Linked DNA regions of Capsicum annuum: region 1 is linked to region 2. Evidence: chromatin contacts called from public Hi-C data. All regions are on one chromosome and are shown on one strand. The core of a region is the stretch at or near the end of the contact, and the rest is flanking DNA. Distances in the headings are between cores, read along the strand shown. Region 1 holds the start of LOC107847050 (non-functional NADPH-dependent codeinone reductase 2-like). Region 2 overlaps LOC107848128 (zinc finger MYND domain-containing protein 15).

Region 1 (4,542 bases), core at 985-3,484, 120 kb after region 2:
TTTGCTATTTCTTTGAGCACTTGAGATTCCATAACTCTGTTGGTTCCATAAAAGGTACCTATGGATCCTAAAGGACTATATCCAACAACAAAAACTCCATTTCTCTTGCAGAAATCTCTCAGCTTCCGTTGCTGCCAACATGGATTTACTTCTACCTTACAAATCAAGAACAGCTCAAGTCATATACCTATCTTTTCACAACATAACTTTCTACTCAAACTTTATTTTATCAAAAACAATTACTTCCTTTGTCCCAATTTATGTGACACACTTTCCTTTTTAGTCAGTGCAAAAAAGAATATCCCCGTTCTATAATTAAAAACAATTTAACTTTAGAATTCCCCTTTTACCTTGATGAAATGATTTATAGCCACACAATTGGTCAAGGAGTTTTTTAGATCACAAATTTTAGAAGGCTTCCTTTCTTTCTTAAACTTTATCCCAAGCCAAACGGTGCTACATAAATTGGGACAGATGGAGTACAACTTGTCAAGTCCTGTACTTATGATTTTTTCCCATGTTGCACAGACTCCTCAAAAATGTCATCATGTGCATTTTGGATCCTCCAAAAGCAGTTTTTTTGGAGGATCTGACACAGTCACAACAATAATTTTTGGAAAGTCCAAGCAACATAGAATTTCTCTTGACATACTTGATTAACAGCAGGGGGAATCTGGGCAGTGGCAAGAACATCAGCAAGCTTCTTGCAAGAAAAGTTGCTAACTCCAATGGACTTGGTGAGTCCAAGTTTCTGGCACTCTTCCATTGCTGCCCAAACTGACTTGAAATCCATTGGAAGAAAGTCCTTTTTTTTAATTGGATACTCATGTATTCCTGACTTAGAACTTACTGGCCAGTGTATTAGGAACAAATCAATATAATCCATCTTCAGATTCCTGCACAAGTCCAAACACACCAATTTAGCAGTTCAGTACTACAACAACAATTACAGTTCAACCCCAATTAATCTAAGAGTTGGTTGCATAAATCTTCATTAGCAAGTCGCTCCATTCAAATTCAAATGCAGAAGGCAGATACAACATAAAATAAAATAAAATAAAAATTACTATAAGTTCTATCTATATATTCTACTAGCTTATAAATTTTTGAGAGCACTAGAAGACTCCAAGAATACATGTGACCTTAAGTAGCACCTAAGGACATGATCTAGTGATAAATGAAGTGGGAGGAGAACCACGAGGTCAGTTTCATAAATCATCCTTCTTTTCTTAAACTTCGTGCCCAATCAAATACAATCACATAAATTGGGACTTAAGGAGTAGGTGATTTCTTCCTATCCACCTAAATATTGATGGACAAAGTTGAGTTGTACATATGTTGGTGAGAGGTAACAAGTACTTGATTTAATAGTCAAGGTGCGCATAGCTGGACTCGAACACCCTCCTCATGAAAAAAATTAATTATACTAACATGATTAAAACTTTATCCCAACTAATATGCATATCTGTATAGGATATGTCTCCATGAATTCTAAAAGATGCTTCCTTTTTTTCAATGATTGTGATGTCTAGGTCAACTTTCGCGCATCTCAACTAATTTCACGAATGCCTGCCACCCCTACCAACATTAAGGACCAGGTAGTGTACACCAACGGCTGGGACAGATGGCAAGAAATCAGCTAGTGTTTTTGTCTCGATGAAATTTCAACCACTTCATTGATAGCTAGGCTACGTCCTTCTGGACAACTTGGCAATTTAATACTTCACCAAAGGAACAATAATTTTTTAAAAAACTGTAATAGATAATTGAATTGACGAGTTTTGAAGAGAATTTTACTGTAGTGTTTTGTTGAGGGCAGGAAGAACATGTTGAGGATGAGCATCACTACACCATAGCTTCGAAGTAATAAACAATTGTTCACGAGATTCAATTAATCCTCCATTAATTGCTTCAGTTATAGCTTCACCAGCTGGTTTTTCAGAATTGTATAAAGCAGCTGTGTCAAAATGCCTATACCCAAGTTCAATTGCTTGAAGAATAGCACTTTCTAACAATTTCTGGTTCTACAGGTGGATCTGCTGCCGTGCCAAAACCTAATACCGGCATACTTCGGCAGCCGGACGGAAGAGGAATTTCAGGTATAGGGATTTGTTGGTTCATGTTGTTGGCAGAGGACAGTGCCGCCCTTTCTTTTAACCTCATAGAAATGCCGCATTATTTAAATTTTCAAATATTATACGCCCAAAAAAAAAAATAATAACGAAAAAATATTGTACGCCCTCCGTTTTGATTTGATTATCTTGATTTGATTTGACAGTGTTATAAAATAATAAAGAATAAAGAAAAGAGTAAAGAGAATAGGGAGTAATTGTTATTTCTGTTGAGGGATGATTTACATTGAAGAAAATCCTTACTACTGGTTTCTGAGTAAAAGACACATACTTCAAATCATAATAAACATCAAATGGATCTTGATAGATCTTGATAGATATTCACTATAATTGATATACATTAATATCATAACACTCCCCCTTGAATGTCTAGAAATACGCATATAGGTTGACTCATTAAAAACCTTACAAGAAAAATTCAATAGGACAAAACCTCGTATGGGAAAAAGAGTACAACACGTATTAACTCCCCCTAATAAGAACATCCTTGAATCTATGCATTCCGATTTTGTGCACAATCTTCTTGAAAGTTGCAGTTGGAAGAGATTTGGTGAATAAATTAGCCACATTGTCACTTGAAAGAATCCGTTGTACATCAATATCACCATTCTTTTGGAGCTTATATGTATAGAAGAGCTTTAGAGAAATGTGCTTCGTTCTATCTCCTTTTATGAATCCTCCTTTAAGTTGTGCTATCCATGCTGCATTATCTTCATATAAAAGCATAGGTACTTTGTCACATTTCAAGTCACATTTTTCTCGAATGAGACGTATTGTGGACCTTAACCACACATACTCTCGGTTTGCTTCATGAATAGCTATAATCTCAGCATGGTTCGATGAAGTGGCTACGATAGACTGTTTGATCTCTAAGATATGGCAGTACCCCCATATATGAACACATAGCCTGTTTGAGACCGAGTTTTATGCGGGTCAAAAAAGAACCCAGCATCAGCAGAACCAACAAGATCGGAACTGCAATCTTTAGAATAAAATAAGCCCATATCGGTACTCCCTTTTAGATACCGTAATATGTGTTTGGTCCCATTCCAATGTCTCCTAGTAGGAGCAGAACTATACCTCGCTAACAAATTAACTGAAAAGGCTATATCAGGCCTTGTAGTATTTGCAAGATACATTAGTGCACCAATTGCACTAAGATATGGTATTTTAGGACCAAGGAGTTTCTCATTCTTTTCTTGAGGTCGGAATGGATCCTTATTGACATCGAGTGATCGAACAACCATGCGAGTACTTAATAGATGTGCTCCATCCATATAGAATCGTTTCAACACCTTTTCTGTGTAGGCAGATTGAAGAACAAAGATACCGTTTGTCAAATGCTCAATTTGCAAACCAAGGCATAACTTTGTCTTTCCGAGATCTTTCATCTCAAATTCTTTTTTTAGGTAATCAATTGTCTTTTGAAGCTCTATGGGCGTTCCAATAAGGTTTATGTCATCGACATAGACATCAAGTATAATTAACTCCGACGTTGTTTTATTTATGAAAATACATGGGCAAATTTCATCATTCGTATAACCTTCCTTAGATAAATATTCACTAAGACGGTTATACCACATGCGTCCAGATTGCTTCAAACCATACAATGATCATTGCAATCTAATTGAATACATTTTCCGAGGCTTTGAGTTATATGCTTTCGGCATTTTAAATCCTTCAGAAATTTTCATGTATATCTCATTATCAAGTGATCCATATAGATAGGCTGTTACTATATCTATCAAATGCATTTCAAGTTTCTCATGGACAGTGAAACTAATAAGATAACGCAATGTTATTGCGTCCATAACTGGTATATGTCTCATCATAATCGACACTAGGCAGTTGTGAAAATCCTTGTGCAACAAGGCGTGTTTTATACCTTTGTATTTTATTTTCTCATTTTTTTTTGCACAAAGACCCATTTATAGCTAACAGGCTTAACACCATTGGGTGTTTGAGCTATAGGTTCAAAAACTTCACGTTTGGCAAGTGAATTCAATTCAGATTGAATTGCTTCTTGCCATTTTGGCCAGTCATTTTTTTGTCGACATTCTGTGATAGATCGAGGTTCAAGGTCTTCACTATCTTGCATGTTCTTTGTTGCAACATTATATGCAAAGACATAATCCACTACTATTTTAGATCGATTCAAATTAGTTTCAACATCACTTGAATTTATGGATAGTTCATCATTTTCTTGAATCTCAGGCTCATTAATTCTTGTAGAATATTAACATTGCTCAAATCTTCAACTTCCATATGAGGATCTTTCGTAGTGTCATCTTGACCATTTATTTTTTTTCTAGGATTTTGATCCTTAGAACCTAATGATCTACCACGCTTCAAGCGTGGTTTAGATTCATTAGCTATGACACTAGTAGATGGTCCTTTAGAAACATCAATT
Region 2 (4,378 bases), core at 1,070-3,569:
TGTGAAGCTCTTGGAAATATCAATGTTTGGAGAAATCAATTGTGACACTCACTTGTTTATTCGTTGTGCTATCTTTCTTGTTCTTTTTCCAGCCATTGACGCTGTATTGGGCTATTAAGATGGCAGTTCAAGGGAACCTGATTCCTGAAATTAGTAATGAGCTACGCATACATTATTTAGGTAATCTCCTTTCCCCTCCCCTTGCTATAAGGGGCTTTTTATAGACGAGAGACTCCCCTCTCTTTGTGGCCGTAAAAGTTGTTAAATGACAATCAGAGCTAATTCATCCTTCAGAAACCTAAGAACTTTCGGAGCTCCTGTTTAATATGCTACACAAACCACTGCTCACTCTTCATCTCCTTTCGAGCTTGTTTTCCAAGTGCTCATTATTTTGATACTCCCTCTGTCCCATTTTATGTGTTGCCATTTGATCGGGCACGGAGTTTAAGAAATAAATGATGAATTTGTAAAATTTACAAAATTGCCCCTCTTAAAATTTACTTTTTAATTATCTTTTTATAAAGTAGGACCCACTGAGGATAAAATGGGGATAATGCCATTAAATAGTTACCAAATAAAGAAATATGACATTCATTTTGGGACGGACCAAAAAGGAAAAGGCGACACATAAAATGGGACGGAGGAAGTACTAAATTTGGGCTCTTTCTCTTGTTTGAAATGTGAAGGTCCTGAAAAAGAGCTTCATCAGCTTGCCGTTTTCAGTGAACTGCATGCTGTTTTTCCAGATGTTCGAATACATATTGATTTTGTGGGACCTGCAATTCCAGTAGAAAGGTTTGATTGCCCACCTTTATTTCATGTTTCTGGTTTACTTACTTTCTACTGCAAGTTCTAGTTAATTAGCAGGAAAGGAGAGTAGTCTCATTGACCTCATTGTAAAATTCATGAACTATTACCGTGCTTATAATCTTTTCGTGGATGGAACATTGGAGACAGTTGGTCCTCATTCCTGCTGAAAGGAAGTAATTAGCATTGTTAATTCTTGTGAGAATCTTAAATGCTGGAGAGGGTGTCATAAATTGATGGCTTCTGGAATGAAAAGTCAAAAAGAGCATACAAAAAAAAAAAGGTTTAGAAAGAAAGATGAACTTAGGAGACAATAGATGCTTGATATAGTGCGCCCTTGGTTGAGCTCTGTTCAGAGAATAATGCCTGCTACCCATCTAATGGTTGTAGATGGTGCTAAAAGAAAAGTGGCTAGAACGGGATCCTTGCCAATTACTAAATATTTACCTTGGTAACCTGATAAATGCATTCTGCTAAGCTGTATAATACATCACGTTCACTCTAACCTCTAACGTTCTTTGATTGTACTTCCAAAGTTCATGGGTATCTTGTATACATTTGCAGATGATTTATAATCACATTTTTCTAAATACCGATCATATTTTGCTTTTTAATGATTAGGAACGGTGAGAGAATTGTACTTCGTGATTATGCTCATTGTACAGAGACCAACTGCAAGTGTAAATGTTCGACTGAGAGTTTTGGCCTAACCTCATTACAAACTGGATCTTCAGCCATTACATTAAAGCTTCATACTGGTTATTATCATGATTGTTATAAAGATCTTCTGAAGGTCACTCAAACAACATTTATCTTTGCCATATGTTTTCTTCCCTTGTTGGTGTTACTCAAATGTTGTAAGCTTCGTCAGGGCTTTCCTCCTGATCTAATTATTGCACCGAATGCTGGTGTTGCTGCTTACAGGAGCTGGCTACAAACCATTGTAAGTCTTTTAAAGCAAATACTTAATTTTCAGACTATCTGGTGCTTGATAGTTGATGCTATAACCAGGATAGACATGAGTTTCATATGAAGGTTTTTACGTTTAGGATTTTCTCAACAGTGCATGAGACCTTTGCAGAAAGCTAGCCAGGTCTCGTATTGCTAAATGATTTTTTTTCCTTTTAACCTTTCATCCAGGAGCTGTTAAAGGAGAGAAAAGTTTCTGCATTTTTCTCCGATTACTGTGAAGAAGCTTGTAATCTGGCGACTAGTTGCATAAGCTCAGTGACTGGGGCTTCACCTACCATTCCTGTTAGTCTTTTCACGCCACTCGTTATCCATTATTTCTTTCCAAATATTGCTCTGAAAGATGTCTATTGCTTCCAACTCAATTCATTATATTGAATTCGTTTACTTGCTTTGCAGATCCAACTAAATCCTTTTAGGCAACCCCTCGCAGTAGAAAACAGTGCCCTGTTTCTTCCATGCTACTCAAATTGCTTCATCTTTGGGATTTGAACGACCTTCTTGGGAGCGTCTAAGGATGCAATGGCTTGACTCTATTACAAAATAATAGCAGACTGAGGAGTACAGTGTTGAGATCAAGAAATGCAAGTGTGGAGTAAAAACTTATTCGCACCCGGTGTATACACCAACTAATGTAATTTACCATGGGTAAATGATTAAATGAAGTAAAATACATGTTAATCAATCATGGTTAAGTTATATGAACTATAAATTCAAACACATGGTATGCATGCATTGACTTGGTGTATATATCAGGTGTGAGCAAGTTTTAACCCAAGTGTGGCCTGATCGTCAATGAATGGGATTGAGAATCATAGGGTCTTAGATTCAATTTCCAACAAAGGCAAGAACAATAGATGATTTCATTCTCTTTGGTCTAAAGCCTTAATAGAAAGATTCACATGATACATGTGGTGGTGGGCAAGAACGCTAGGTAATTTTTTCTCATTGATCTAAGCTTTCGTGGATAGAGTTATGCGGTATTGGATATTTCAAAAAGAATAAATATTATATGTTACTAATTAGCCTTGAATGGGTGGTTAGTGAGAGGATATTAAAATCTCCCCTACTGTTTATATATTTTGACCAAATCAATTGATTCTTTATTAGGGGTGTAACTGCACCATTATTTATATTAAAGCAATTTTATTAGTTGTTACTCCTTCCTATTAATACCAAAACCGTTGCAGCAAACACTACAACAATACTTACTACTTAATACTATTTCATTGCAGATTTTGAGTTTTTCTTTCTATATATACAATACTCATTCTCATTGGTGGAGGGGTGAAAAAATATATTTACTTTATTCTATCTGTATACGTATTATTACTTTACTACTATTAATAATAAGTGTGAGAAAGCAGACAACTTTTCGTCAACATGCCTGCTGCTTCACCCTTCAGCTGCTCTGTGATTTTACTAAATTATCTCTAATTAATTATTTTAAGTCATTTATATATAAAAAAAATTAATAATATTTAATTAAAAAAAGGTAAAATAGATATTTATGACATTACTGTTTCAGTTGTTTTAATGTAGTTTTATTATATCACTCTAATTAATTATTACAAGCCATTTAAGTATTAAAAAATTAATAATATTTAATAAATAATAAAATAGACATAAATGATAAATTAATTTTTGATGTTTTAAATTAACTAAAAATTACATATATATACAAGGTAACTTTACCTTGTTACATAAAATCCCATATTGAAAAAGAAATTACAAAAATTCCAAAGTAATTACTTAAATCCCTTAAATTCACTCTTTCTCTATCATCCCCCTCATACATATCAAAATACCATATTTTGCTCTTATTTTAGTGCAATGATTTTTTCTCCATATATGTGTTCCTTTATTTACGCCTACAATCAAGCTAATGTAATATTAATACTCTCTCATCCTCCTCCTATTTGAGTCACTTTTATAATTGGAATTAAAGATGTACACTTTCAATTCACGTAATAAAAGAAATTGAATCATTCTTTTTCCTTATTATCGTGTAGCCAATGTAATGTTACAATAACACTAATTTTTTCTTAAAATCATTATAATCTTGTAGATAATTAATGTATAAAGTGAATATTATACATTTTGAAAAATTATATTTTAATGTATAAGTAATAATATATCAGACATTGTACATTAGTTATTTTTCGAAGACTAATGTATAATATAATTCTTCTGCTATATATTTCATTATTTTATACATTAAGAAGTTCTTATTACATTTAAGACGCATTTTATGTATTATTTGGTATTATACAATTAGAAAGTATTAATATTGTATAGGGTTACATTATACCTTTTGATAAGGATACAGAAGTATACATGTTTAATGTTAATACTTAAATGTATAGTATGTCATTATACATTACGGCACATTATTTTTTAAATGTATATTGTGCCCACATACATGTGCAATTGTTGTATAATGTTATCTTTTAAATTCCAACTTATCTGTTATTTGCATTGATTCAATAAATACATCACATATTGAATAATAAAACTGAATATATCAACTGTATTTGGATATATATTATTCTTATTTAACTATTTTGTTAACTGATGTTTATTTTTTTCGTGAATTTTAAAT

Evidence for each region. Hi-C and Micro-C count contacts between places; a contact is called where the count stands out from the background.
Region 1: a contact with region 2 is called in a Hi-C map of leaf, with 4 times the contacts expected there. The contact joins the promoter of LOC107847050 here to the enhancer-like site in region 2. A contact is called at or near these places in 4 of 5 Hi-C or Micro-C datasets (bud, leaf and placenta).

What each region holds. Positions count from the first base shown.
Region 1 is chr11:37,986,644-37,991,185 of UCD10Xv1.1, forward strand. It overlaps LOC107847050 (non-functional NADPH-dependent codeinone reductase 2-like), which reads right to left and starts at 2,235. Exons shown (of 5, transcript XM_016691298.2): 1 at 2,020-2,235; 2 at 1,798-2,018; 3 at 653-896; 4 at 1-155. The coding sequence starts at 2,163.
Region 2 is chr11:37,868,327-37,872,704 of UCD10Xv1.1, forward strand. LOC107848128 (zinc finger MYND domain-containing protein 15) reads left to right here. Exons shown (of 10, transcript XM_016692811.2): 6 at 93-180; 7 at 747-795; 8 at 1,429-1,750; 9 at 1,948-2,061; 10 at 2,176-2,935. The coding sequence ends at 2,268. Among protein-coding and RNA genes, the nearest start is that of LOC107848128, 7.5 kb to the left of the region's middle. Within about 2 kb of position 2,320, at least 5 of the 5 cell types and tissues checked have an H3K27ac peak or open chromatin away from gene starts, as enhancers often do. A contact at or near this core is called in bud and leaf, where this site is marked.